Regions from separate parts of the Mus musculus genome. Here all the other regions are linked to region 1. A link is a contact called in public Hi-C and promoter capture Hi-C data. All regions are on one chromosome and are shown on one strand. The core of a region is the stretch at or near the end of the contact, and the rest is flanking DNA. Distances in the headings are between cores, read along the strand shown. Region 1 holds the start of Ywhaq (tyrosine 3-monooxygenase/tryptophan 5-monooxygenase activation protein theta). Region 2 holds the start of Lpin1 (lipin 1). Region 3 holds the start of Greb1 (gene regulated by estrogen in breast cancer protein). Region 4 holds the start of Pdia6 (protein disulfide isomerase associated 6). Region 5 holds the start of Nol10 (nucleolar protein 10). Region 6 holds the start of Hpcal1 (hippocalcin-like 1). Region 7 holds the start of Klf11 (Kruppel-like factor 11).

Region 1 (4,137 bases), core at 543-3,042:
ACCTCCATGGGCGTCTCCTCTCTATGGGCTGGGTTTGCTGCTCTAATTTAGGGAATCTTGAAATCCACTGCTTATACAGAAGGCATTTTATCCGTTGGGATTTCTGTGTGTCCAGCTCCACCCCAACCCACAGGAACATAAACGCTCGTGTGTCTTGCAGCCTGGCCTTGGGGATTCCAGAAATAACACCGGGCCGTCCGCCGCTGCACTGGAGCATAGTAAGGCGTTTCTGTATTAAGACAGAGTAGAGTCACTTTCCAACCAGGCCTCTCCTGGTCAAAGCACAAAGCAACCTTTACAAGTTGGGTAGGGAGGGGCAGCTGGGAGGAGATCTGAATTTCTGGAAGCTTCGTCTCTTCCCCCCCCCCCCCCCATCTGTGCTCAGTGTCAGACCTTCCTTTCTGCAGTCTTCGGTCTGCTTGGTTCCGTTTAGCATTTGAATCCACTTTGCCTGTGGCAGTCACTGAAGTTCTTTGAACCCTTGAGGAACTACTGGAACTGGCATCTCTTCAGAGCCCAGGTGGCAGTTTCATTCTTTGAGTCCGGTAGGACAGCCACCTCACTAGGAATTGGATTGAGGGCTAGGAAATAAGGGAGCCTATTTAAAGGAGAAAAATGTTAGCTGTGACCCTGAATACATGGCATCTGGGGCAAATGCTCTCATTTCAGAAGGGTGTTTATTGTGCAGAGAAAAACATGAGATCTTCACAAATATATCAGGAGAAAAAAAACCCATCACACACAAAAAACAAAAGCATGCATACATGCTTTACAGAGTACAAAGGTGTGTGTGTTCGGGGCAGGGTGTACTTAGACATTAATGTGGAAAAGTAGTAAAGAAATGTTTAAGAAATATGCTTCCGGGGATCGGGTAGTCACAGCTGTGTTTGTTCAAATCGTGCTTAATGTCATTTCCCCGTTTTAAAGAAATGCTTACCTGACGCTGCCACGCAGTCCTGCCCAGATCTCCTGAATCTACCTTTCCATAAGGGAATTGCTGGCTTTCGGGTGCCTGTGTGAAAACTTGAATTAAGCCACTTTCTCTGGGAACGAATCCTTTTTTAATGGGGATCAGGATATTTCTAATTTGTAGCCGAAACAGGAAAATTGTAAGGGTTGCATTTTAATGTCTTGGGGATACAAACCTTTGTCAAGAACAGGAAGGTAGAAGAAAGGAAGGCGCTTGTGCATCAAAAGGGCTAATTATCTCACCCCTGCCAAGTCCAGCTGCAGCCGCAGCAGCTCGAGAGCTGCAACGCCCCATCTGCAGTGGTTGCTGCTACAGGACACGCGGTCGCAGCCTCGGAGGTCGAAAGCACCTCCGGTCCCGTGCCGCACCCAGGAGTGCCGGGCTGGCGGGGAGGATGAGGGGAGTTGGAAAAGCATCGCCATGGCAACAGTGACGTCCATTCACCCTGGATCTAATTGGAGGAAACCCCGTGGCCGAAGCCGCAGCCTGCGGGCCAACCGAACCTACCCGAGCCGACCCACCCTCGGAGCCTCCGCTTCGCTTCCCGCCCCGCCCCCTGGGCCCCCTTCCGCGCGCTCGCCCCTCATTGGACAGAGGAGAAGCTAGAGGCGGGACTCCTTGGGGAGGTGCAGCGTTCTATTGGTCGGTGGCGAGCTCGTCGGCTCCGTGCTAGGCTGAGACGGGAGGGTCCTCGGCTAAAGCCCAAAGCAGATCAAAGTGGTGGGACTCGCGTCGCGGCTGCGGAGACTAGAAGGTGAGTGCGGACACAGCTCTGGGACTGCGGCTGCAACAGCCGCCGCGAGGTACCGAGGCCGGGTTGGCGGAGCACGGTCCTCATATCTGCTAGGCTACCGCGCGCCTGAGGTTCGGGCTGGGACGGGAAGGTGCGGCACCAACGGCCGCTTCCATCTTGGGCCGGGTGGGGCCCGCGCTCCGGCCTTGGGGAGGCGCGGCGGGCGGGCCGGAGGGCGCGGGCGGAAGGCGGCGGCCCCGTGAGAGGCCGGAGGACGCGCCGCCTCGTGCGCTGAGACAAAGCGGGCGTCCGGCTGCATTGTCTGACGCGCTCTCTCCTCGCTCCTTTTTGTCCTCGCCGGCGCCGCCCCGCCCCGCCCCTCGCGGCTCTCAGGAGGACTCCGGATCCGGCTCGGCGCTCGCCCTCGCTCGCCATGGAGAAGACCGAGCTGATCCAGAAGGCCAAGCTGGCCGAGCAGGCCGAGCGCTACGACGACATGGCCACCTGCATGAAAGCCGTGACGGAGCAGGGCGCCGAGCTGTCCAACGAGGAGCGCAACCTGCTGTCGGTGGCCTACAAAAACGTGGTAGGGGGCCGCAGGTCCGCCTGGAGGGTCATCTCGAGCATTGAGCAGAAGACCGACACCTCTGACAAGAAGTTGCAGCTGATCAAGGACTATCGGGAGAAAGTGGAGTCGGAGCTGAGGTCCATCTGCACCACGGTCCTGGTGAGTTGGCGCCGGCATTAGTGAGGGAGTAGGGCGGCGGGAGCGACACCCCTTTTGTGTGGTGTTCCCGATGGGGAGAAACCTGTGGGATAGAGAGTTTGTGATTTGAGCCCCAGGCTTCCTTCTTACCTGTTTCAGAGCTTTCTCGGGGGTGGGTAACTCTTTTTTTCCCAAGCTCTGGGGTACAAAAACTTGGGGGGAGTAGCCGCGTAGGCTTGCACAAGACTGAAAAAGACCTATTTAACCTTGTGCCAGGAGAGTGGTCCTGAGATCTGTAAGTTCTTTCATGTCGTAGAAGGCATGGGGACTTTTACCATAGAGATGCTAGAATTTCCCCAGCCCCCCAAGATTTAGGAGTGAAAAATCTAGACATGTTTTATTTTTCATGTAAGAATATGTTGAGCCTTTCCTTGCTAAAGAGGTGTGGGGGTGGGTGGGTGGATGAGTTCACTGGATGAAAAGGATACAGATAATTTGAAGAATACCATGCCCTGGTCAAATTTCACTATTTAATAGTGTTTGTTTGTTTGTTTTCTATTTGTTGCCTCACTTTAGTCCGGTGTATGGAAATGAAAGCATTTCTGGTGTGGATGGGCAAGGAAGGCTTTCCAGGTTTTGCACTATCCAGTCCCAACCGGGATGTTAACTGCTATGATTCACCCTTATTAGAGGGGGCACTTTTAAATCTTGAGTCATTCATTGCCCAGATCTCTTATTCAATAAAGCAAGTTTCTAAAATTTAAATAGCATGCCATAGAGTGTCAGATATTAATGCTGCAAACTGTGACTCCTGTTCACATTGATAGGTAGTTATAGACTGATGATGAAGTAGCTGCTGGGTTTGCTCTTCACATGCCACCTTTATATGAGGCAGCTGGTAGCTGATAGGCTTGCCCTGGATCTTTTTAGGTGTCTTTTATGCAGGGTTTCATAAGAGAAGGGAAAAAGGGGCTTTCCCTTCTAGCCTTCATTTCTTTATCACATCGAATCAATGGAACCTAGAACATTTTTCCCTGTTGTGTAAAACCTACCTGTTTTACTAAAACAAAAGAGATTATCTGAGCAAAATCATGGCTGATAGATACAGATGTTAGGGGTCAGAAGCAATCAGTTGGTAGTGAAGTGCAGAAAACTCTGTTTTGTAAAGATGCCATTTTGTTCTGTTAACATCTATGTGATCTTAAGTTCCAGTCCCTGTTTAGCTTAGGGGAGGCAGCTCTTTGGCCTGAATTTTTTTACATTCAAGAGATGTCAACTAGGATAGTAATAGCAGACTTTAATACCATATATTGATGGCTATTGTTAACACTTTGGGGTTTATTTACCCATGCAGTTCTGAATCACCAGATTTTTGTGTAAACTATCAGTTTAATTCTGAAACAAAGGAATATTTATTCCGTCTTGCAGCTCTTACACACAACAAAGAATTGTGTTCTGCCTGTATGTATGTATACCACCTATGGGGATGCATTGTCCAGAGACTGGAAGAAGGGGTCAGGGGTTATCTCCTGTAACTGGAGTTGTTAGCTACCATGTGGGTGCTGGGAACTCAACTGGGTTCTGGGGTCCTCTGCAAGAATAGCAAGTGCTGTTAACCACAGAACTATTTCTCCAGCCCAGAAAATTTGGGTTTTATGGAAGCATAGATGTGGGAGTTTTCCTTTTTTTGATACGGTTTGAGAGAGTGACCAGACATTTATTGGAGAC
Region 2 (4,137 bases), core at 968-3,467, 4.8 Mb after region 1:
TCCCATCCTGATGGACGCCTGCATGATGCTTGTCCTTTCTGAGGGACCAGGGAGCCAGCTGCAGCCACCAAGTCCTTATAGAATTCCCACTCCTAGGACTACTGGATTTTAGAATTGAAAATCTAGTCAGTGTTGGCCAAGAACTTAACAAGTTCCTTTCCAGCCTCCAAAGGACCTGCTTAACCAACACCTCCGCTCACTTCCTGGATTGTAAAACTGAGTACGGAATCGAGGATGCTGTACTGCTGAGCCCAGGATTGGCTCCTTCCTCCTCTAGCTAGAGTCATTAGGTTATTTCCCCTCTTCCGACTTGGGCTGAACACAGCAGGTACTGGGATTGGCTCAGGGGATCACCTCAGTTCTCTGGCTGAGTCACAGCTCAGCGGCAGGAGCGTGGCTGCAGACAAAACACTGCCTAGGGCCCCACCAGGGGGGCTCCAGACTTTGCCGGGTTAGAACACCTGGGCTTCAGAGACTCCAATTTTTGTATAGTGCGACCATCTCCTGTGACCTAGTGAATGTTTCTGAGATAAGTGACCTGTTTGTGGGATCTTCTTATAGGCAGCAGGCAAAGCTGGTCCTATCTTTGCTACTCAGAGCTGTCTGGGTGCGTTTGCGGTTGTGTGTGCGGGTTCCAGACCCCAGGTTCATTTGTGGGGTAAGGGCTTTGGGCTGGACTTTATGTGTTCAGATTCTCCTCCACCTGCTTCAAATCTGGAAAATAATAATAATAAAAATGACCTTATTTAGATGACAGAATGTAAGACTGTAAGACATGCTTTCTGGAAGGCCTTGGGGTGGGGGTGTGGAGGATGGAGGAGATGATGGAGGTGGGGCAGGGTGCCTTCATTCTGGGGTCCAGAACCCCAGGACTTTGTGGGCAGCGGAGACAACCCTTGTGGCTACTTGTGTTGCCCCAAGTGCAGCTGGAGCGCTTCCACCTCTGTCTTTATGCTCAGAGTCACCCTGCCTGTGCTGATCTCCTGAGCACTGGGGTGGAGGCAGCCCAGCCTGGCTCAGTTCCCTTGCAGGTCTTCGGTGGCCTGGTCTTGGACTGGGGTCCTAGCTTGCTTGGTGGGCAGAATCCCTTGAGAGGGATCTCCAGTGCCTCGGAAACCCAGTGTGGGGGTGGGGGTGGGGACCTGTAATTCCAGAAACCGGAAAGCAGAGGGATTGGAAGTTCGTGGTCACCTTTAGATTCGTAGATTTTAGGACCAGTTTGGGGTACACAAGCCACTCCTCCCTGGACCTCCCCACGAACTAGTTTTTCTCAAGGTGGGACGCACCCGTCATCATTCTGACCTCCCTCTCCTGGGTTGCTTGTGGCTGGCATCCATTTCTGACTCATATTTCTGCATATAGTTTCCGGTGACAGGTACATTATACTTGGGCTCTCTCTGTTGGTCTACGAGACCCCAGGTATATGTTCTCCAGCAGTCTTCCTCAAGGTCTTTGCTCTTCTGTCCCCCAGAAAGCACTGACTCTTCGGAGGGTTGTTGTATATATAATTTGATATTTATTACCTGGATGTAGCTCAGTTAGCGGATGTGAAGCTCTGGGGTCCATTCCCGGCTCGCATAAAGTAGGCATGGTGGGGGTAGGATTGCCTGTAACCTCAACACTTGGGAGGTAAGATAGGCAGATCCGAAGTGCAGGGTCATCCAGGAACCCATAGAAAGCTTGAGGCAAGCCCGGGATATAGGAGTCCTTGTCTCCTAGTAGTCTCGTGACACTTAAGAGTGACTTGGTCTGACTTGAGCCATTCCACCCCCAGACCTGGCATTGTCTGTTATTATTTATTCCTTCCTGGCTCTGCTGACTGGTGGTGAATGTTAGCCAGGAGGGAGGCAGGATGTGGGAGTGCTAAGATTAGGAATTGATCCCTAGCTTGTGACAGGCACATCAGGGGAAGAACTAATTGTAAACTGACATAAGGTCAAAACAGGGTCAGGCTGTGGAATTAGAAGACTTTGGCTGCCTACTCCCTGGAACGCCAAGGCAGACAGTCCAGTCTGGGGAGGGATGGGATGGGAAGGGGGAGGCGGGGATATGAGAGGGAGGTGGGAGGTGGGGTGGGGTGGGGGGGGGGTCTGTGGGCTCTGAAAGCATCCCAGCAGCACGCTCCTCCAGAGTCCCCTGGCGTCGCCCCGGAGACTCCGCCTCCTTTCAGGCCCCGCCCCTTGCCGTGCTTTAGCTGACAGCCGCTCCGGCCCGCTGTTTGCATACAAAGGCAGCCACACGCGTGCGCGCCTGCTCGTGAATCCTCTTGGTGAGTAGCAATGGGGACCCGGGGCCCAGCTTGCGCCCCAAAGCCCATTACTGAGACGTGGGGCCCCGCAGGGAGGCGATGTGGGCCGTGTTGTGACACAGGCCTTCCCGTGGGGTGTCGAAGCTTGCAGGGACCCCGTGGCGGTCCGAGACCCGGATGAGACGTATCCCAAAGGGTTTAGGATTCAGGCTTTGCAGCCAAGGAAACTGAGTCTAGGCTGGTAGGTTGACCTTCGTGCCCAAGGGCACGCCTCCGCTGGGTGGCAGCGAACTGGGAACCGGGATTCTTAGATAATCAAGCTCGCAGCAGGCCTCTCTGCAGCTTTGCAGTCTGGTGGGCACTGGGCCTGTGGCTCCCTTAGTAGCTGCAGGCACTTTTATCTGGGAAAGGCCGGGGGGAATATGGGAGGGAAAGCAATGCTTTGGAAGTCATATTAAGTATTAATATTAAGTCATATTAAGGGGACAGAGTCAAGGTGGCTGGCTGATAATTTGTGTGGCCAGTAGTTGCTCCAGACGCCCACCCTCCTTGGCAGGAGGCAAGAAGGAAAGCAATGGTCTGGGCTGGGCTGGGGCGTGTGGGAAAAAGCTTCCAACTGGGTAGTGAAGTTGTGGGGAAGACTGTAACGGTTCTAGGAGGAGAGGATAGCGGCCCATGGGGATTCACACATATACTATCTATCCTTTGTTCCATAAAATACGTTTTATGAATGAAAGCAGTTAAGGACTAATATCTGCACCACTAAGGGGACTTTCTAGTGTTCCCAGAAAGGCTGAAAGATCCCACTGTGTTGATTCCCTGTGTTGACAAAGCTTCCTGTTTGCCGACAGCGCGCTTCTGCTGTCACGGGTTTTGTGTGTGGGTGTGTGTTTTGGCCCTTATTCCTGCTTGTGTAGGGCCTGGTGGTTGGATTGGGAAGCCTGGGGCTGAGCTTGGTTTTGTCTTGGTGGCTGTCCCACCTCACGTGATTTCTACCCTTTTTAGGTGGCAGTCAGCAATGTTCTTATGATGCTTGTCACTTTATTGAAAGGGACAACATGCCCAGTCTTGTTGCCTGGGTGATAAGTTGGGGTTCAGATGAAGGAGATAGGATCCTTGGTTGCTGTTCTGTGTGGGGTGCTGTCTGCTGGGGAGGCTGGGGTGGGTCTTTGCTTATCTATTGCTCTCAGTGCTTCAGGCTAAAGAGAGGGAAAGGTCAGGAGATGGCAAGACAACTGACTACTGATAGCTGGAAATCCATGGGCCAGAGACATCACTTGGGAGCCTCCCTATCTAGAGTGAGGGAAAGGCCACCCTTTGTTTACTAGACTGATGAACCGAGAGGCTCCAGGTTGTTACAACTTCGGATTGTTACACCCTGATGGGGCAGCCCAGGGTACCACTGAGGTCCCTTTATAGGGCTAGGCTGGTCCTGGCTACCCAAGGCTAGCCCCTGGTCCATAACTTGGCACACCCTTTCCCCACCTTAGATTGTGAATCCATTTTTTTGTGTGTCTTTTCTCTCTTAGGTTCAGGGTCTGTAAGGGACCAATAAAGGTATAAATTGATTTGAAAAGCACGCGGGTGGGAATGCTTAGGGGCACAGGTATCTTGTTTCAGAATAGCTAGGTATGGGGTTGGTGTTCTTGGTTTCTGGAGCCTTTTGAAAATCAAACAGAAGGGAGTGGTGCAGGCTGGTGGGTGAATTGGCTGCACTTGGACGTCTTTGTACGTGAACTTGGAGCTGTCCTCTTGACCTGACTGTCTTGCCCAGACTAGTCTGGAACTCAAGGTCATCCTGCCTCAGCCTTCTTGGTGCTAGAATCACGGGTGTGTGCCACCATACTCTGCCTGCCTCAAACTATGTTTATTGTGAAACATGAATATAT
Region 3 (4,137 bases), core at 1,064-3,563, 4.6 Mb after region 1:
TTTAAAAGGTTACATTTTAAAATACCTATAAAAGGACTTTGCCTCAATCATGCCAGGGGAAAACTTAAACTGCTCCCTGCCTTTATAAAGTTTGCTGACTTTTGTTCTGTATTTTATTTTGTTTGCCAGATAAGCTGTCAAAATGTAAAGGTGCCTTCAAGCAAATAACTCTCCCACTCACGGACCATGCAGGCAATGCTACTTAAATGCAGGAACACACACCTACAGACAGACAGACACACAGATACATACATACACATACATAGACAGACAGACATACACACACACAAACACAGACACACCCACAGACACTCATACCCACAGACATTCACACCTACAGATATACATAGAGATACATACACATGCAGAGACAGGCAGATACACAGACACACACACAGACAGACATACACACAGACACACACAGAGACATGAAAACAGTAGGGGAACTTAGGAAGAAGGGTTTCAATAGGAGGAGAAAGATAACACAATATTGGGGTGGGGGACTATGACCAAAGTATTATATATGTATATATATGAAAAATTAAAAACAACAGAGGTTTCTAACACAAACCATGAAGTAAATATGTTGGTAACTATCCATGCAACAGTTACTCTGTAACTGGAGAATGTTGACTTCAGACTAGTTCATACTCTTCTATCAACAGAACAGAAACTGACAAGGAATATTAGTCAGCAGTTCTCATGAAGGAACTGGCTCTGCCTGTAAGATCAAGGGAATCTTGCAAACATTTTCATGAGCAAAACAGAACACAGGGTCCAGGTTACAAAATAGAACAGTGTGATCCCACAGGGAGAGCTGCAATGCTGATAAGCACCGTCTACCTTCCAGCAGTAAGTACATACATACCTACCTTCTGGTACAGTATAGATTGAGAGGAAAGAGCTGCAGCCTACATGGCTGGCTGAGGACTCCAACTGTATGGGGTTTTTGTTGTTTGTTTTGTTTTCTTGAGCTGTTGTTTTACTTAGCACAGGCTAGCCTCAAATTTGATGTAGCCAACAGTGACTTCTGATCCTCCAGGTCTCATTTCCTGGAGAGCTGACTTTACAGGCATGGGCCACCAAGCTTGACTTATATTTATGTATGGCTGGGGAACTCACCCCATCCTAGGCAATCAGTCTATCGACAGGACTACTTCTTGAATAATTTCATTACACAAACATCTGCAGTCAGTTAGGCTTGGCTAGGTCTTAGGCACGGGGCTCATCATGTTAACTGTTCCTAGTCTCGACTGTGCTTGGAATAGTTCCTAATTAGAATAGGAAGTTGATGCCCCTGCCATTAGGAAAGTGGGGATAGGAGAGCATTCCTCAACCTGCCCATTTTGTGGGAGATTGATGCTTATTCTCCTATTGTCTCCTGCTCCTAGTCAGACAGGCTCCCTGTTTTTCTAGGACCTTTGGCTGTGAGGCTGGCTCAAGCGCTCTGCTGTTGTTGTTGTTGTTATTATTATTCGATGTGTGTTGCAGTTTGGGGAACAGAGGACAGCTTGCAGCAGTTGCTTCTTACCTTTCCTCAAGTGAGTAACTAGGATCCAACACAGGGGTTCAGTTTTTGGCTGCAAGCTCCTGTACCCACTTAGCATCTCGCTAGCATGGCTGGGGTTCTTGAATGGCAGGAGGGTACAAGGTGCTCGGGATGTCTCTGGCAAGTTCTAAACACACAGGGATTTCCAGAAGAGGGAGGAGCAGGAGGAGGAGGAGGAGGAGGAGGAGGAGGAAGAAGGAGGAGGAGGAGGAGGAGGAGGAGGAGGAAGCTTTGATGACCATGGGTTCCTTCTGTGGTCTGGCTCCCTCAATTTCCCCCACTTTCTCTGCTGGCTGCTCGCAGCCACCTCTGTGTTACAGGGGCCAGAAAGGTTTGCACCGGCAAGTGCAGGTTTGCTCCTTCCCTCCAGTGCTCATCCTTCTGACCCACTCTCGCATCAGGGAAAGTTCTGGCTCCACCCGCTAGTATTAGGGGTTCCAGGCTCTTCCTCTGCTGATGTTAGGCAACTTCCTTATTGTAGGGCGTTCATCAATCTCCACTGTTGGGGGCCTAAGTCCCCTACCTCTGTCGGCTTGAACTGCAGGGGTATTGTCCTGCGGTCCACAGACACGCCCTGCGCCGGGTGGAGACATCTGGGAGGGGGGGGGGGTCTTGCTCACTGGTTCGTCCTCCCAACCCCACCTCCTCTTCGGGCATTTGTGGCCAAGCAACAAATGACCTCTGTCCCCGGAGGCTTCCGACTTCCGCGCGGACCCCTCCCAAACCGGGAACCCCGTGAGAACCCAGCGAGGCGGTGGGTGCCTGCAGCGGGGACGGGACGGGGCAAGCCAATCTCCTGTGCCTACACCTGGACGGAGCCGGAGCCGGAGCAGCAGTCCCAGCTCAGGTCTCCCCTTGCCGCCCCCCCCCCCCGCCCCCCAATCACGGTGGCCCGCAAGACCCGGACGGGCGGACTCTCAGGCTCCGCGGCTCCGGGCTTTGCGCAGCGCCGGCTCCGGTAGCGCGGGCTCCGAGGACGCCGGATGAGGACAAAGGGCGCGAGGTGAGGGTGGCCGCAGGGCTGGGGGTCTTGCGCCAAGGGGTGTGGGAGGTGTCCATGTCAGTGTGTGCGCGTGTGTGTGAGTGAGTGAGAGAGCCATCTAGAGCCACAGCCAGAACGAGCCAGAGCGCTCCTGGCACATGGTGAAGGCTTCGGCTGCGTAGGTAAGAACTTTAGGAAAAAGACAGCACTGCTCCAGGTTGTGTACACCGCGGCTCCGTTTTGGGGAGGCTGTTTGCCGCCCGCTGCCCCCCGGGGGTGGTGGCAGCCGCGTCTTCTGCAGCACGTGGGACAAGGGAGAAATGGGACTTCTTCCCAGAGTGGCCAGCCTGTGAAAGGCTGGTGGCTGTGGTGATCATTGGTTGAGTTTGGTTATTGGATCTCCGTTGGGAGCCACAAACAAAGGCTACTGGCTGAAGTCCAAGAAAGTGTGTGTGTGTGTGTGTGTGTGTGTGTGTGTGCGCGCGCACACACACACACACACACACACACACACACACACACGCGTCCGCCAGCCCACCAGTGATCAGGGTTAGGGTTGTGGAGGAAGGCCAGGAGACACTCCATGCAGAGAGACACTGGGCCATTTGCTGTCAAACCTCATTTAATCCTTGGTCCTGAGGAGCAACCAAAAGAAATTACCTATTTTATAGACTGAAGTTTTTCTTGAATCAACTTTTATTATAGAGTCAAGTGTTGCCCCAGGGCTTGAAATGCTGTTTTATTAGCCCTTTAAAACCATGAATGTGTAAATTTAACCAAATAAACACCCATTTAGTCCCATCAAGGACAATCTTTTGCCTTTAACAATGGGCGTCACACAAGATGATTCTGAACTTAGTCTCAAAAAGACGTGTGCAGGTCTGAGTTTGCATTGCTTGGTGGGCTGATGTTGCTGGGAGTTTTAATTTAGAGTCCATCTCGGTTTTCTTAGTTTCTTTACGCCCCCCCCCAACCTCCCACGCTGAACTTTGGCTCATTTAAAGTTTACAGTAGGATCTGTGACTTTTGGTTATCCCGCAACATTTGCTTCGGGATATCCGTTCTTCCTCATTCTGATAAGAGTATTCTTCACGGAGTTAGAAGTCATTTTGGTTTGAAATTGGCATTCCACCTTGGCCCTTCTTGTTATTGAAGGTGACTAAAGCGGTTTGTGGCTTAAAATGTTTTAAACATGGGGACAGCAGTTGTAGTCTTAGACTGGTAGACAATTTGAAATTATCCTTTGTGTGGCTTTGTAGCTGTACTCTTGTTTAATAATTTTAATCAGATGTTGTAATCTTCAAGCTCAGCTAAGCTTTCTGTGCTTAATACAGCATTGATTGCCCCTTGGCTCAGGAAACCACTCACTGAGCCTCCGCGACCTTGCGTCCTACTGTTTCACTTGAAGTTAGAAGTTTCCTTTTACTGTATCCACTCTGGGGCTTCAGTTTACTTACAGATTCTCAGCAGAGAACTTCCAAGCAGAGCCAATAACAGGTCAGAAAACCCAGAGGGGAAGAAAGGAGAGTGTGACAAAGGTGAGACCAAGCCCCCTGTCCCCTGCCCAGATGTGATAATCTGAACCACCTGGACCAGGGGTTGACAG
Region 4 (4,137 bases), core at 471-2,970, 4.2 Mb after region 1:
GTTGGGCAGTGGTGGCGCACGCCTTTAATCCCAGCCCTTGGGAGGCAGAGGCAGGAGGATGTCTGAGTTCGAGGCCAGCCTGGTCTACAGAGTGAGTTCCAGGACAGCCAGGGCTACACAGAGAAACCCTGTCTCGAAAAAAAAAGAAAAAAAAAAGAAATTGTCATGAATTCATATTTGTTTGATACACTGAGTCTTGTGAAAATTGAAAGGTAGAAAAAAAAGTCTAGTTATAGACACTTGGAAGGTAAAGTCATTACGGACTACCAATCATCTCCCATGTAACCTTGTTATAATCGACTTCTGACTGATGGCCACCCTAACTTTTAAGGTGCTTAGGTCTTAGACCTTTGATAGGGTAGCCATCTGTTAAGAGAAGCTCTCAAGGAACTAGGCAAAGTGTAAAGACAGAAGTCTTACTATATCAGCCATGGAAGAGGAATGCCTTCCTGAGGCATGGAGCCTCCATCCCTGTGGGAGCCTGCAGAGAACATGTTGCTCCCCTGATGCCCTAATGGCCAAGAGAAGTGGAACCACCCAGTTCTGCCTCAGCCTACCAACTGATGGCTCTAAGATGATCTAACAGGGTTAGGAAGAATCAAATACACTGTTCCTTGCACTTGCTCTCCAAGCAACAGCCCCACCCCCACCCGGGGTGGTGGTGGTGGTTTACTATGGCTGAATAGGTCAATGCTGACCCATCAAATCCTGCTTCTAAAATTCACATGGCCACTCTACACAGTGATAATGAGCACCACCGGGAAAAAAAGAACTCCCAGGGTCCACAATCTATGCGTGCAGATGGTTTTGCCATCTGTGGCTTCCCATTCAATCTCTGTAGCAGTTAAGGGTGTTATAAATTCACACCAGTAACATTTCTGCCTGGCAGCCGCTGGCAGCAGGGTAGCCAAAAAAAAGGCTGACTACCTTATTAAAATAATGAGTTAATTGATAGAATCACTTTTTCACAGGCACTCACTGGAAAACCAAAGATTAAATCTTTCCCTCTCATCTGCTCTCTACAGTAACCCAGAAAGTAGTATTTTTCTTGCTTACTCTCTTTAAATATGTACTATAGCTCATGGGGCGAACACGGTTGAAAAAAGCTGGCAGAGCAGTGAGAAAATATGCTCCGGGTCTCAACTAGTAAATGGAGGGAGAAGTGGTGTAGGGATCCACCTCCCTCTCCTACTTTCTAGCCAGGATCAGCTGAGTTAACTAATGTCAAAAACTATAGGCCCATTTACAAGGACAGCCGGGAGATGAGGGCCCCTCAGATTCGCCCACGAGTCGCTAAACATCATTCCCGGACACCTGGGTGGACGACCAAAGGCATTTTAAGTGCTCAGGAGTTGTGAGGCCTTGGTCAGTGGGCACTGCCCACTTCTAAGACACCTTCGGGACAGGCCTCTGCTATCTGCCTATAAAAGTGAAGGCTGAGCTGGACCGGAGGCGGACCGCACTCGTGGGGAGCAGAGGCTGCAAGTCTCCGACTCCCCGGGGCCTCCCGTAGTGGGCCCGACCTGGCCTCTCCCACCCAGCTCGCCGCGAAGTCCCCAGGCAGGCCCGGCAACTCGTCCCTCCACTCGGCCCTGCTTCGCGGCCCCGGCCCTTCAGGCTGCCTCCGACCGGCTTCCCACCACAGGCCCGCGCTTACCGAGCACCAGGCGAGCCATGCCGATCACCCGCATTCTGTCCGTGCCGCCGCTGCCTCGGCTCTGCCGCGCCCACGTCCCGCCCTCGGCTTCTAGCGGGCGGTGCGCCGGCGCGCGGAGGCGGGCCGGAAGGGCTCGCCACGCCGTGGCCGCCTTTCATTGGTCTCTGTGGACTTCGCTCATGTGCGTGGCCAATTGAAAGCGGCCGGGTAGAGGTTACCGGTTTGTTTTTTTTTCCTCGGGGGTGGGGGCGAGCGGAGTAGCGGAGCGGGGCGGGGCAGGGCGAGGATGGGCGGGGAATGAAGGGGCGGGGTCAGGGGACCTCCGGCCCTGTTCCTGCGGGGTACCCCTTGTTCCCCTAATTTTTTTCTGAGTTAACTGAAACAAAACAAAAAACCCAGGACTAAGGGGTCCTCATTTCTTCCTGGCTTTCATTCTTTTTCCTCTTTGCCTCTCTCGTGGCCCCTTCCAGCTCTCATTCCTTGAACTGTCCCTTTATGTCGGGAGAATAGTCCTAAGACTTCAGTGTGTTTGGGACCTTATTTATTCTTTTGTTCGCGGACTCAGCATTCAGTGAAAACCATTTGCCAAACTTATTCTGTATATAGTATCATTCCAAACTTTATTTTGTTAAATTGATTGCAAAGCCTTGTTCACTCATGTGCCCCTAGACCCTCAGAGTATAAACTGCGGGGTTTATCGTTCTTGGCTCTGGGGGTGAGGGCTAAAATGTATTGCTTTGCAATATTTACAAAGGTGTTTAAGGCTAACAGAGTGAGACACAATAGAAAAATAATGGCAGGGGATGCCTTTCTGTTGGTGTGCTTGAGTAACATGCGTGAAGCCCTGGCTAGGATCCCTAGCACCACAGAAACACAGCATGGTGACTATGGTGGCTAGTTTTATGGCAACTTGACTCAAGCTAGAGGAAACCTCAAAAACAACAAAAAAAAAAGCTTCTATAAGATCCAACAGTAGGACATTTTCTCAATTAGTGATTGAAAGGGCCCAGCCCATTGTGAGTGGTGCGGTCCCCGGACTTGCGGTCCTAGGTTCTATAAGAAAGCAGGTTGAGGGTAAGTCCTGAGCAGCGCGTCAGTAAGCCACATCTCTCCGTGGCCTCTACTTCAGCTCCTGCCTCCGGGTTCCCATCCTGTTTGCCTTCCTGCCCTGACTTTCTTGAATAATCAACATGGAAGGATAAACCAAACCCTTTCCTCCCCAAGTTGCTTTGGTCATGGTGTTTCATCACAGCTACAGTAACCCCAACTAAGACAGTAACACACCTGTAGTGCCAGCGCTAAAGAAAAGGAAGCAAGAGAATTAGGGGTTCAAGGCCAGCTTTGGCGACACAGTCAGTTTGTGGCCAGCCTGGACTACATGAGATCCTGTCTAAATTTTTTAAATGCTAATAAAAATTTTAACAACAATAATAGCTTCTTTTTACTGAATGACAAAACAACGCTGACCCTGGCCAGAGCTCTCTTGGGCAAAGGGCTCCAGGAGAAGTGGTGCCCTGTTGGAAGGTGGAGCCCTAGGAGTGCCTTTGGAGAGACTGGCAGGCAAATGAGGCTCCAAGGAGCACCAGAACCACAAGGCTGACTCTTGTAAGCCATTGGCAAGCTTTCCTGTCCACAGCAGGCACACTGCTTATTTTGGGACAGGAAGTCCCTCTGGAACCTTGGTTAGCTCCACCTTTGCAGGAAGGTGCCAGTGATCACAGAGCTATGTGTGGAGTCAGAGCAGAGGTGTGTGAGGTCTGCAGAGAGACATAGTTGGGCGGTGTGTTCTCCTGGAAGGCCCTGAGGTGAAATGCTACTTGTTTTTCTGAGGCTTTCCTCAGCTTTCTGTGTTTCCCCCTGAAATATGCAGCTGTAGAAAATGGAATTCCAGTGAGATCCTTTCCCTTGACGGATAAGGACTGGGAATGAAATCCTGTTTTCATCCAGACGTAGGAATTTAATTCTGATCACCTGCAGGGGATCCCCTCATTTCTTATTCCTTAACCCAGCCTCCTCCTCCTCACATGAACCATCAAGCTGCCACAACGTGTCAAAAAGGGGCGTGCATTCTGAAGCTACCAGCTGACTCTACCTCTTTAGGCCTGCTATGTGAACAACACCATAGTCCTAACTCAAAACCAGTCCTGATAGTGGTAATAGTTCTGGTCCATTTCATGACTCATGAGGTCCCCATCTAATCTGTCGCAGAGTAAGGCAAACGTGGACCTTTCCATGAAGCCTACTGTACACGGAGACTGGCTTGCAAATGTGTACCAGGATAAGCAGGAACCATTCCCTTTCATTAAAAGCAAAGAGGATATTAACAGTCTATGCTGGTCAGCTTTTGTCAGCTCAACGTCAGCTAGAGTTACCTGGGAAGAGGGGATCTCAATTAAAAATTTGCTTCTATCAGTGTGGCCAGTGGGTATGTCTGTGCAAGCACCTCTTTTTCCTTTTTAACTGCTAATACATGGAGGAGG
Region 5 (4,137 bases), core at 733-3,232, 4.1 Mb after region 1:
TATCTTCCACATGCAAAATAATGTTCATTTGAGAAAATGTATGCTTACAGGAAATAATAAAATGAAAAGTAGGACTATTCTATAATCTTAACTCCATGATAACATATATTCTGGATTTTCACTTTTTTTTTTTTTTTTTAATGTATGTAAGTGCTCTGTCTGCATGTATGCCTGCATACCAGAAGAGGGCATCAGATCCCAGAATAAAGTATTTCCACCCACCATGTGGTTGCTGGGAATTGAACTCAGGATCTCTGGAAGAAGAGAAAGTGCTCTTAACCACTTCCCAGCTTTTTTTTAAGACTAATTTATTTTATATATGTGAGTACATTGTTGTTGTCTTCAGACACACCAGAAGCATCAGATCATATCAGAGACCGTTGCGAGCCACCATGTGTTTGCTAGGAATTGAACTCAGGACCTCTGGAAGAGTAGTCAGTAATCTAAGTGCTGAGCCATCTCTCCAGCCCTCATATTCTGGACTTTCTAAAAAATATATTTACATATACTAAACAATTTTAAAGCATCTGTTTTACAAAGAATTATAAAAGCATAAAATTAATCCATCTAAGCTAAGATAATGCAAACTCTTGAAATGATGGGTTTTAATTTCTATATGGAGTGAGTGCACCCAATGTGTGTGCATATTCCTGTGTTAAGATAGAGTCACACAATGTAAGCTCTGTCGCCCAGGCTGAACACAAGCTCACAAATGTCCTGTCTCAGCGCCCTAAGCACTGGGATTATAAACGTGTCTCTTTGCCAGCCAAATGTATTTCTTACAAAGAATAGAAACAGACCTATGACTGGCCTAATAGACGACCCTGGATAAGAAGTGGTTTTTACCAGCACATTCACTGGAAGCTGATTTTCTTCTACAGGCAACAGTTGAATGAACAGCAACCAAAGCACTAGTCAGTTATCGTGACACTGAGTGGCTGGGTCTCTACCGGGACAATTTTGCTTCCCAGATGGCTTATGGCAAGTCTTTACATTTTAGTCTGTCATCACAATTGGATCTTGTAGGTATGGACCAGGGATGCTGGCAAACAACACTAGCAACAAGACTTGTCCAGCTTAAAACGTCAATAAATTTGAGGTTAAATGCCCCCAATAGAAAAAAAAATCCTTTCTAAAAGGGAAAAGTCAATGTACTATTCTTACTAGTTATGGCAAAATAATCTCTAAACATGTGAACTCACCTCCCTAGACCCTAAGTATACACCAAGGCAGTCTGCATTTGGAACAGGATGAGACTTTAAACAGACTAAGGGTGAGCCACAGTCCTCCTCTCTGCAGTCTGTGACTGTATTGCTCTGACTGTTTTCAGGCAATAAGGTTTTTAATTAAAGCACGTGAGAGTAGTTTCTAAACAGTTAGCACGTTCTTACACGTGAACCCAATGCAGGCAAAACAACGGTCTTGTCTTAGGGTTTTTATAGTGTGATAAAATACCATGACCAAACGCATCTTGGGGAGAAAAGAGTTTATTTCAGCCACACTTCTACATCACGGTCCATCACTGAAGAAACTCAAACAGGGCAAGAACCTGGAGGCAGGTGTTTATGCAAAAGCCATGGAGCAGTACTGTTTACTGGCTTGCTGGGCCTGCTTTCTTATAGAACCCAGAGCCATAGCCCAGGAACGGCACCACCAAGGGCTGAGCTCTTCCCCATCAATCATTAAGAAAGTGTCCTACAGCTAGATCTTATGGGGGCATTTTCTCAATTGAGATTCCCTCCTTCCAGTTAACTCTAGCTTGTGTCAAGTTGACATAAAACCAGCCACCACGGTCAGCCGATGGTAAGTTAGAGATACACGCTCCCAGGGCGATGGCGAGGGGGCGAGAACTCACCTCGGGAAGAGACTTGCCGCAGCTGAGGCTGTAAATCTTCACTTCGTTGAGGCTGGAGACCTGCATCGCAGCGCGGAGCAGCCGGAGCCCGGCACGCAGTCACAGAACGCCGGCCCACCCGAATACCCTAGCATCCAAACCCGAGGCGAACCGGCACAACGTGCGGGAACTGGCGCGAGCTGATGACGCACTTCCTGGCTCCGGAAGTGCGCGCTCACTAGGCTGCCCCAGGGCGGAGGCACTAGAGGCGGCAAGAGCGGGTCCGGGGAGATGTGCTCTGGGGTTGGAAAAAGCGAAAATGAAAAGAAAAATCGTACGAGAAAGCATGAGATGGGGAAGTGAGTTTGAACCTGATATCGTTTGAGACTAGAATGTGACAGTTATAACCACTTACCATTTTTAGGAAGTTCTGTTGTCCACATCAGAGGCCTTGGGATGACTTTCTAACAGCAGAGGACCCTCGCCAGTCTTTCTCTATATCCTCTTCCAAACACATTATGAAAAGACGAGTCTGGGAAAGAGAGAATGGTTAAGTAATGCTTTCTCCAAAGTCATGTGAAACCACTATCAAACCCTGGCTCCAGTCGACTCTTTGATAGGCACTTACGCTCTCATAGTCAGGGTCCACTCAAGCCCTCTCGGCAACTACGGTCGGGTGCTTTCATCTTCATTTGCCCCTGGGCCATGGCTCACTAGTTCCTGCTGGCTTTGCAAAGGCTTGTACTCTGGTGGAAGCCTTTTCTTTCTGAGCAGAGCGATCTGCTACAGAACTTTTCTGTGCTGTTTCTCTATCAAGTAGTGTTGGCACAGTCCCCGGACTCCCAGGTCTTAAGATGGTGCCATGTAGACACCACTCAGACCACCTTGTGCTGAGTTGCAGGTCCCTGTCAGCCCCTTAAAGTTCAAACAGCTGCTTCACTCCTTTCTGGGACGACTGATCTTTCCTCTGGGATCACCCATAGATGTGCTCAAGAATTTTTGACTTAGGTGATTGAAACAGTACCTTCTTGTGCTCGTATTCCAAATTAGACTGAGGAATTGCCAATTCCCAAGCGAGGCACAGTGACCCCCACCTAAAATTCTAGTGTCTAAAAGACTGAGACTGGAGAATTACCAAGGCCTGGATTACAGTCTCAACAAAAATAAATAAATAAATAAATGTATAAAGAGGTTAGAATCCCAAAACTTAGCGTGTAATATCTCAACTCAATCAAAAGTTATTTTGTGTCTTCAAAACTAGAAAATTCTCTGGCCTCCAGACCTTAGTTGTGATCTATTTATCACCACAATTGCCTGCCAGCACCATGACTGCCTACTTCTAAAACCAGCTTCCTTAATTCACTGTTCCACCATGCACTTTTTATTAGCTCAATGCTGTCTTCATAGTCACCTTGGCTAAATCTGTAGAGTAGCCCGTTTCTGCCTCTGGTTCCCATATTGAAGATCTAAACCTTGGCATCTCTGTAGTATTAAAAAAGGGAAGAATGAAAAAGGCTGGGCATGGTGGTGTGTGCATCCAGTCTCAGCACTTCAGAGAAGGCAAAAGGATGAGGTGTTGAAGATAATACCTATATAGTGAATTCAAGGCCACCCTGGGCAGAAGGCTCAGTAGGTAAAGGTGCTTGCCACCATGCTTGATGACCTGAGTCCTTGGAACCCACATGACAGAAGTAGAGAACAGACTTCTGCCAATTATTCTCCAGCCTCCATATACCCTCAGTGGCATGTTCATGTCCATAGACAAATAAATAAATACATAAACATTTTAAAAGAAAAATCAAAGCAAGAACATTGGACAGTTTGTTGATGTGTTCTGTTTCTAATGTGGTTAAAGATCCTAGGCCATTTTGTTTCAGCTCAGTACTGTCTCCTGTAGCACCTAGATGTTTGAGCATTTGGTGTCATATCTGAAGGTTTGCTGTGCTGGACTTCAGAATACCTCCCATGCCCTTATACCCAAGTTCTACCTGTTTACCAAGACTCACCTGTTAAATATATTGCTCATTTTTCTGTTCTGTATGAATGTCATTAATAACAGATTTGGGTTTTTTTCTCTGACTGGTTTGCAATTATTTAAAATATCCTGCAACTTTGATAGTATTGAACTAAATGTAAGGCTGTTGTTTCTAAAGTTGGCTTTTTTCTATGGGGACTATAGTTCCCTTAAGATGGCAGTCCATTTGAAGTTAATAGGACTCATTTTACTTTGTTTTTATTATTTTAAAGTGTGTGTGTGAGTGTGTATTTGCACAGAAGTGCAGGTACCTACATCTAAAGACATT
Region 6 (4,137 bases), core at 491-2,990, 3.7 Mb after region 1:
CAGCCCCATGCCCGCCCCTCTGCCTGGCGCAGTGCAAATACTGAAATGGGGTAGGCTGAACTGCCAAGATCAGTATGCATATTCAGGATAGTGCAGTTTTACCAGGTTTCAATACTAAATACATTTGTTTTCTTAAATGAAGGGGTGGAATTGGAAGGAGGGTGCCACCCGGACCTCATCCTCCTGTATCAGGCTGACTGCATGGGAGTCAAGGCAGGCGGGGCTTGGGGGTGGGGGTGGAGGGTGTCTAACAGGATTTGGAGTCCTGGCGAACACCCTCTTCTGGGTGGACTTGTTAGTGGTTAGAATAGAGGGTGGCTTCCTGAATGACCAGGCCGGGAAGAAAGGTTCCTGAAACCCCAGACTGCCAGTCTACAGAGCCGGCCACTTTCTCAACGCAACTCTAATTCCAGATCGACATCCTCCAAGCACTTGTTGAACAAAAGGGCTCGCGAGTCTGTAGTCGCAGCCTTCCGGAACGCTGCCGGGGCGCAGGAGCCTTCCGGGCTAGCGCCCTACGCTGCGAGCTCCCCGCACACCCGAAGGCCGTGTCAAGCAGCCAGTAAGGTGCGGAGAGAAGGCAACGCACCCAGCCGCCTAAACTTTCTCAATCTCTCCAAGCTTTCGCTGTGAAGTTAGATCAAGGAAGGAGGCACAAACCACCGTATAGGAGGAAATGAGAGCGTCATCCTCAATAAAGGCAGAAAAAGATTTAAAGAGATGAGAATCCAATGAAGAGCACCTACTGTGCGCAAGACTCTGGGTCAAGAACTACGTGTAGTACGTTCTCACACTGTCAAGATAGCCCCTGAGGGGCCGCCCTCACTTGATACAGACGCCAACTGCGACTCAAAAAGGTGGCCCATCTCAGTCAGGCTCAGGTCTCAGGGCGGGTCACGGCGAGGCCAGGGCTGGGTTGGTCTTTCCCACTGTCCCAGAGCTGAACACAGCCAAGCGGGTCCCCATCCCTCATCAAAGCTCACAATTATCCAAGTGAACCTTGTGGACCTGCCGCCCCCACCCCACCCCGTGAGGGGTGTCAACGCCCGCTGCCACCAGGCAGGCACTTTGCCCATCGGATTCTAGTCGTACCCTCAGGTTCCTGAGCTACGCACTGCGCGGAGCGACACCAACCGGGGGCTCAGCTTGCCCGGGCAGACCGCCCACGCCCACCCCGCCACCCCCACTCTGCGCACAGCGGCTCCCCCCTCGACCCCGCCAGCACTAGTCCCCATCCCCACCGGCAACTGTGCCCTGACACACAATTCCACAAACGTAGTCTGAAAAGTGCACATCCCATCGAGCGCAACGATCCCCACGAGGACACGCCATTCTAGAGCCACGCCACCGTCCGCGGTCAGCTGCAAGCCCACTACGCAGAGAAACAGGCACCATCAGTACCGGCGCACACACACCCGTTCACTCACAGCCGGGTCGCAGCGAGCGGGTCACACACGCTCCCTCCATGCAACCCCGCAGTCCCGCAGTTTCCCCTTTCCTACCGGCTCTGGAGCTGGACGCGGTCCGCTGGCTTCTCGAGCCCAAGTTCTGCGGTGGCCGAGGCTGGGGAGGTGACCGAGAGAGCGGGCGTTTGCGCTCCCGCAGCCGCCGCGCCTGCTCTGCGACCTTCGCCGCTCGGAGAGACAAAAGGATCCGCCGGCCCAGGAGAGAGCGAGGTGTGGGCGACGGCCGCTCTGCAGGTCCACCACCCGCAGCCGCCGCCAGCCCGGGAAGGAAGGGAAGAGAAGGCGGGACCCGGAGGCGGAGGCCGGGGCGGGGCGCATCGCAAGGGCGGGCACTCAAGTTTCCAACGGACCCGCCTCCTGCTTCGACCACGCCCCCAGTCTTAGCCCCGCCTCAGCCGCAGCCTGGTCACGCCCCCGCCCTTTGCCACACCCGCTGCTGGACCCTCGGTGCGCCCACTCTGGTCCATATAGCTCCCTGATCACTCGCAGATTCTCAGCGCAGCAGAGGATACGATGGGTGTTAAGGCCACTGGGACTCGGGACGGGGAGACTCTGGGGGGGTGGAAGGGGAAGGAGAGCAGGGGAGGGGCCGAGCACTGGCCCCACCTCCCTAACCCTTGGCCTCTGGCCTGCGGGTGGGGAGAGGCCGAGAGGCGGTGCCCAAAAGGGCCGGCCTTACGCCAGCACCCACCCACCCCGCCCCCGCCCCCGCCCCCGCCGTACTTGGAAGGAAGTACAGTCCCAATGGCCAGGGAAGTGGAAAAGAGGCTTGAGTTGCCCTAGGCTCCCCAGGACCATCTGGGATGCCTGCAAGGATCTCCTCCCTCTCCACATCAGTCCCGTGTGCATCTGTCACCCACTTTCCTGCGCGTGGTTTAAGAGAAGAGCTTGGCCTGGAGGTGGAAGACCTACGTTCCAGCTGTAATTACTTCTGCTAACTCATCCAGCCATCTTGCCAAGAAAACCCTTGGATTCCCTCAGCCTCGGTTTCCTCACCAATAAACTGGACAACGAGGAGATCCAGAATCCTTCTTGGGGTCTTTGCCTCCCTGACATTCAGTGTGGTTTCAGTTTCCTGGTGAGGAGGCGGGGGCTTGGTTGACATCTCCCATAATAGGGACATCTGGCCTTGTGGGTCCCAGTGGTGCTTCCTTCAGACTCCCAGCATACTCTGGCAGATCGCACCTGCCATGCCCACCCACTGCAAATATCCCAGAAGACAGGTAACCACAGAAACAGCTTATATGAGGAGCTGGGCGAGCCTGTTGTGCAGAGATGAAACTGTCTCTCTGGCGTCTCTAGGGAAAAACTCAAATCCCTCCTTCAAATCCTCCTCCACAAAAACATGTGAGTGAACTCCTACTATTCAGGAGGCTGCCAGGGGTACCTGTAGTAGAGCAGCTCGGAGGTGGAGCTCTGGGGCCTTCTCCACTCCTCCCTGCCTCTGGTGCAGAAAGGCAAAACTAAACCCAGAGGGCTCAAGGGAATGACAGCTGTGAGAGTTAACAGCGCACCACCTGACTGATTTCGAGGGCTAACCTTTGGGTCTCTCTGGCCATGATCGCTTCCTTCTCAGTAAAGACCCCACGGGAGGTCAGTCTGCCCCTTTCTGTAGCACAGCACCACACAGGTATCTAGGGTTACAGGTAGGAGGTTCCCAGAAAGTGGATGGCTGAGGCAGAAGCCTTCAGATATCCTGTTAGCTAGGGCGGGTTGCTTTGTTCTGTGGTCTCCTATTTGTTCTCATTCAACACAAAAGAGGGAGGCCTCACTCAGACACCCAGAAACCCTCTGGCTTCTATCTAGTGACCTCAGCAGAACCTAAGGTCTTTGCAGGTCACTACTGGCTCTCAGCATTCATTTAAACAACAACAACAACAAACAAACAAAACTAAGATAGCAGAAATGGTACCTCAGGAAGGTCTTTTAGGAGCTGGGCCTGGAAGTAGTCTGAGTCATCTCTGCCCACATTCTTGGTCCAGAATTAGTCATATGAACCTACTTGGTTGTAAGGGGCTCAGGGAGTTATGGCTTTATTGGATGCCTGAACACACACACACACATACACACACACACACACACACACACACGTGCGCGCACACACACATACACACAGGGTAAGCACATAAATATAAATTTAAATTAAGTAATAGCTTACTTATTAGTACTTTAAGAAACCTGAGGGTAGCTGGGTGTAGTAGCACACACTTTTAATCCCAGCACTGATCTACATAGTGAGTTCCAGGTCAGCCAAGGCTACATAGTGAGACCCTGTCTTGAAAAAAGAAAGAGAAAGAGAGAAGGGGTGGGGGCAGGGGGAATTCAGTCTACATCATACCTGGGAGACTTTCAAATCAACATGGTTCCTGGCCATAGTCCCTTGCTATTGACTCTGCAGCCTCTTTATTTTCTATCATGTTTTATTTGCAGTTCCAGAGTAGGCTGCCAGGATTGTAATGGGTGAGGCTCCATCCTGGTGATGCTGTCTACCCTTCCCTTGAACACAGAAGCTGGCAGAGAAAATAGCCAGAGAACTTCCTATCAGCACCAAGAGTGACACCCAAGGAGGTGCCCAAGAAGGGAAGACTTTGGGGGTGATTGTGTTCTGCCAGCTAGCAAAGTTACTAGATCCCCCTCACACGCTTAGATGGCTCAGGTCTAAGGAGATCAC
Region 7 (4,137 bases), core at 561-3,060, 3.2 Mb before region 1:
ATAAACAAAACAGGTTACTAACTTCTTCTCTTGGCTAAATGATGAAGATTAACTCTAGAGGTAAACACCAGAATGGCTAGCAGGAAGGTGTTGTAGGAAAGGGAAACAGGCAAAGCAGCAGATGAAACCAAGCAGCCAGTTAGCTGGTGGGTGAGATCATCTAGCGCAGGACCAGAGTGGTGTCCCTAAGAAAGGAAACACTACCCCAAGCTTAATTTCCCAGTGGCTGGACCTAGGTTCCATGCTAGCACAGTCCTCCGTGACTGCCTGCTTCCTCAGCAGACTCAGAAACATTAAATCACTTGTTATGAGAACTAGGGAGGAGGTCAGGTGAGAGGAACAGCATGAGAAAGCTCAACCATAGTCCAGGAAAGGTGTCTCCTCCTGTATACCATGTCACCTTTACATGCAGGAGTGGGGAGGAAGGGACTGGAACCTAGCCTGTCCAAAAGAGAAACTTAAGCCTACAGACACATATTTCCATACATATTTTCTGAGCTTCAAAACTTCCTGTCTGTCCAGATTCCCCTTCACTGAACAGGCAAAGATATGACCATAGGGGCCAGACAACCTCCTGGAAGGGTATTTTGATTATGAGCCTTCAAGTGGAATCAATGTCCAGCCCCATACTAGGAAAGAATGCGAACGTAGGTTCCCTTGAGTCCATGTAATACTGTGTTCTCACCAGGAACCTGCTCCGCACCACTTCTCTGGCCCCCTACATTTCTATCAGGTTCTGTTGCTCCACACCCTACACCTTCTGACAGAGGTCCCTGCCATGACTTCACTCAGTCCCTGGGCCCAAGCCTGCAAAGTCCCATTTTACCACACCCCTTCTCACTTAGACTCCACCCTTCGCCCAGCTCTACCCTTACCAGCCCATTAAGCTTGGCTGACACACCTCTTCGAACCACACTCTTGCACACTCGCCTATCAAGACACACTATTGCCTTGCTCCTCATTCCGTCGTAACCCCATCCAGGCACTCTGGCCACACCCTCCTGAGATACCTTTACTTTGGCTCCACCCACAGCCCCTCCCACTGCACTCCTACCAGATGCTCTCACCACACTCCCTCCCTTCGGCTTAGCCTTTGCCCCGCCCCTAGATAAACTCTCACTATGCACTCTTACATCGGCCCCGCCCCACAGTCCTACCAGAGGTTCTCACCAAGCTCTCTAGCTTCGGTTCCGCCCTCTTACACTACTACCAGGTGCTTTCACCATGTCCTTCGCCTTGGTCCCATCTAGTTCCCCCAATATCTCCTCCAAGCACGCTTGCCCACGCCCTAGCTTTGGCCACGCCCCCATGCTGCGCCCCAGCTTTGACTCCGCCCCCAAGTTCCCGCCAGCCGCGCCCACATCCAACAGCGGTCCTCCTCTGGATTCGGGTGACGTCATGGCTGGAAATAGCCGCGCCGGGCGGGGCCGCAGCGGACCAGAGACAAAGCTGAAGGCAGGCTGCCGCGCTAACACACCCCCCTCCCCACCCTGACCCGGCCGAGCCTCCGGGTCCCTGTCCGGACCAGAGCAAATCCGCAGCCCCCACCGCAGCGAGAAGTCGCCATCCCTCCCGCGTCCCCCGTCTCGTCCCGCGCTCAGCCCCGTCACTTACCGCGCGCCCGTCGCCGGGGCCGGTGGAGCCCGGCGAGTGCATGGTGCCGTATGGCCTGCAGGCAGCAATGCTGCGAGGCAGGAGCCCTGCGTGCGGCGGAGGCTGCACGTGTGCGGCGGGCGGCGGTGTCCCGAGCGTCTGTTCCCGGCGCGCACCTCCGCCTTCCTTGCCGCGCGGCTCTGCCTCCGCGCGGCCCGGGAGGCGCGGGAGGGGCGGGGCGCCACGGAGGGAGCGGCCCTGGGCGGGGCGCGCGGGCAAACCAAAATACACCGCTCCCTGCTGGGGGCATGGCCTCTGCCGCCAGCCAATCAGCGCCAGGCCGGCAAGAAGCGGGCCAATGGGCGCCGCGGGGGGGCGCGTGATCGGAGCCTGGCTGCGGCGTGATCCGGCGGGGCGGGCGGCGGCACGTGTTTTGGTCCGGGCTAGAGGCGGGGCGTGAGGCCTGGAAAGTAGGGGAAAGGTCCCGGCGGCGGCGCGGCGGCAGTCGACCGCAGTAAGGTCCTCTTCTGCCGCAGGGGCTGCTCGCAGAGGTCGCGCGCTGGCCCCACGCCGTGGACGGATCTGGTAGGCGGGACCCACAGGGACGGCCTCACCCTGTCTCTAATTTCTTTTAAGCTGTCGTTGGCTCTTAGGACCGCATCTCTGCCCAGGAAGAGGCTTGAAAGCTGCTTGGGTTTAGGGACGACATCCGCTTTTTCCTGCATGGCGCCAGATCAAATGCTCTTCCTACTCTAATCTGCCTTCTGCTACAAAAGAACTACAGCCGTGTAGTCAGCCACTCGACATGTACCTAATGAAGCCTGCGCATCCTCCCCAGTGGCCATACAAAGGACACCCACTTGGGGTGTCCTCAGGCCTACGTGAGACCTGACCCAAATCCTGAGTATCCGTTTTTTCCCCTTGGGCCTTTAGGTGCGGTTATTCATGTACACTCATCACAAGTCTTGGAGAGCAGAGGTCAATGCATGCAGTATGTCGTGCCCACCTCCAACCTACAGTGCAGCAATAGGGCACCCCTCTACTAACCCCCTGATGCCTCACTGCAGAGCCTTGAAACTAGTGGAGGTCTGGGAGAATCATTGCTGATATGAGCAGACAGGAGCTGGACATTATGCTGCCTATTTTTATCAGACAGGTGAGCAGGCAGAGAGGCAGGCAGGCAGAGAGCCCTGTCCTTAAGCTGGTAAGGCCTAAGGGTTATAGTTGCAACCCTGATTCCTCAGTTTCACACTGGCTTGACAATGGAATTAAGTGAACCAAAGAAAGGGAGTTTGTTGAAAGTAACAGTAGGAGTGTTTAAAGGTGAATTCACATGTCTAACTACTGGGGCATTTAACACACATGGAGTTAGTCTTCTACTTGGGCCTGTTTAAATTGTTTTTGCTTCATTCCCACACTGAATTTCTGACTCCCCGTGTTCACCCTTACCTATAATGCCTCCGCCCCATCCAACGTCCCTACTGTCTCCTGTTCTCTCCACACGTGGTTTTATGGCGTATGTGTTGGAGAATAATCTCCAGAGTAATATGTTAATAGTATTTGGAGAGGGAGCCTTTGGAGGGTGATTGGGATTAAGGAAGGGTTATGGGGTCTTAAAATTAGAGAGACCAGCTAGTTTGCTCACTCTACCTGACCACGTGACACTCTTGTGTCATAATCCAGCAGGAAGACCCCCTTCACACATACACACACACATATACACACACACATACACACACACACACACACACACACACACACACACACATGTCAGAGGGTGAGCAGAATTAGCCTTCCTGGATTGCAGAGCTCTGAGCAGAATGGACTTTTTACATAGGAAGTGGAGGTGTGTGGCTCAGTTGGTAAAGAGCTTGCGTCAAGAAGACCCGAGGTCCACCCCTAGAACCGACATAAAAAGCTAGGCATGGTGGTACACACCTGTAATCCCAGCACTGGGGAAGTCCAGACAGGCAGAAAACACTGGGCTTCACTGTTCAGTCAGCCTGGCCAAGTCAAGGTCCCTACACCCAATCCCAATGAGACACTCTGTCTTAAACAAATCCGACAGAACCAGGGTGGGTGGCTCCTAAGAAATTACACCAGAACTGGGCGGTGGTGGCTCATACCTTTAATCCCAGCACTTGGGAGGCAGAGGCAGGCGAATTTCTGAGTTTGAGGCCAGCCTGGTGGGTGTACAGAGTGAGTTCCAGGATAGCCAGGACTACACAGAGAAACCATGTCTTGACACCCCCCCCCCAAAAAATGAGACTGGAGGTTAACATCCAGGCTCCACATGGACACACACACACACACACACACACACACACACACATCCAGGCTCCACATGGACACACACACACGCGCGCGCGCGCGCGCGCGCGCACGCTATATATAAACTTCCTGGTCTCGGAAGTGTTGTTATAACAGAAAAATAAGACAAGCAGCCAGGGCTCCTCTGGGTCACCTGTCCCATCAACTGCTGTCTCCAGAGTTCAGCATTTGCTGTGACATTACTGGCACGTCTTCCTTGGACAGCCTCTCCCA

The links. Promoter capture Hi-C pulls out the DNA fragments that hold promoters and counts their contacts. Hi-C and Micro-C count contacts between places; a contact is called where the count stands out from the background. Capture Hi-C pulls out chosen DNA fragments and counts their contacts.
Region 2: a contact with region 1 is called in a promoter capture Hi-C map of second pharyngeal arch cranial neural crest. The contact joins the promoter of Lpin1 here to the promoter of Ywhaq in region 1. A contact is called at or near these places in 2 of 39 promoter capture datasets (cranial neural crest and second pharyngeal arch cranial neural crest).
Region 3: a contact with region 1 is called in a Hi-C map of LSK cells, with 6 times the contacts expected there. The contact joins the promoter of Greb1 here to the promoter of Ywhaq in region 1. A contact is called at or near these places in 1 of 39 promoter capture datasets (cranial neural crest) and 1 of 484 Hi-C or Micro-C datasets (LSK cells).
Region 4: a promoter capture Hi-C map of second pharyngeal arch cranial neural crest shows a contact between it and region 1. The contact joins the promoter of Pdia6 here to the promoter of Ywhaq in region 1. A contact is called at or near these places in 5 of 39 promoter capture datasets (the HPC-7 cell line, cranial neural crest, maxillary cranial neural crest and 2 more) and 1 of 484 Hi-C or Micro-C datasets (LSK cells).
Region 5: a contact with region 1 is called in a promoter capture Hi-C map of frontonasal cranial neural crest. The contact joins the promoter of Nol10 here to the promoter of Ywhaq in region 1. A contact is called at or near these places in 5 of 39 promoter capture datasets (the HPC-7 cell line, cranial neural crest, frontonasal cranial neural crest and 2 more).
Region 6: a promoter capture Hi-C map of liver shows a contact between it and region 1. The contact joins the promoter of Hpcal1 here to the promoter of Ywhaq in region 1. A contact is called at or near these places in 5 of 39 promoter capture datasets (the HPC-7 cell line, cranial neural crest, frontonasal cranial neural crest and 2 more), 1 of 484 Hi-C or Micro-C datasets (LSK cells) and 1 of 9 other capture datasets (liver).
Region 7: a contact with region 1 is called in a promoter capture Hi-C map of pre-B cells. The contact joins the promoter of Klf11 here to the promoter of Ywhaq in region 1. A contact is called at or near these places in 3 of 39 promoter capture datasets (cranial neural crest, pre-B cells and second pharyngeal arch cranial neural crest).

What each region holds. Positions count from the first base shown.
Region 1 is chr12:21,415,091-21,419,227 of GRCm38.p6, reverse strand. Ywhaq (tyrosine 3-monooxygenase/tryptophan 5-monooxygenase activation protein theta) reads left to right here and starts at 1,792. Exons shown (of 5, transcript NM_011739.3): 1 at 1,792-2,430. The coding sequence starts at 2,137. It overlaps Gm4419 (predicted gene 4419), which reads right to left and starts at 1,346. Exons shown (of 4, transcript NR_166748.1): 1 at 1,146-1,346; 2 at 938-1,012; 3 at 394-598.
Region 2 is chr12:16,587,850-16,591,986 of GRCm38.p6, reverse strand. It overlaps Lpin1 (lipin 1), which reads left to right and starts at 2,217. Exons shown (of 21, transcript NM_015763.4): 1 at 2,217-2,269.
Region 3 is chr12:16,799,062-16,803,198 of GRCm38.p6, reverse strand. Greb1 (gene regulated by estrogen in breast cancer protein) reads left to right here and starts at 2,313. Exons shown (of 35, transcript NM_015764.4): 1 at 2,313-2,552.
Region 4 is chr12:17,264,172-17,268,308 of GRCm38.p6, reverse strand. Pdia6 (protein disulfide isomerase associated 6) reads right to left here and starts at 1,720. Exons shown (of 13, transcript NM_027959.4): 1 at 1,658-1,720. The coding sequence starts at 1,676.
Region 5 is chr12:17,346,338-17,350,474 of GRCm38.p6, reverse strand. Nol10 (nucleolar protein 10) reads right to left here and starts at 1,982. Exons shown (of 21, transcript NM_001008421.1): 1 at 1,856-1,982. The coding sequence starts at 1,921. Gm46336 (a long non-coding RNA gene) reads left to right here and starts at 2,073. Exons shown (of 2, transcript XR_001780553.2): 1 at 2,073-2,193.
Region 6 is chr12:17,688,412-17,692,548 of GRCm38.p6, reverse strand. It overlaps Hpcal1 (hippocalcin-like 1), which reads right to left and starts at 1,740. Exons shown (of 5, transcript NM_001361645.1): 1 at 1,503-1,740.
Region 7 is chr12:24,649,044-24,653,180 of GRCm38.p6, reverse strand. Klf11 (Kruppel-like factor 11) reads right to left here and starts at 1,810. Exons shown (of 4, transcript NM_178357.3): 1 at 1,615-1,810. The coding sequence starts at 1,656.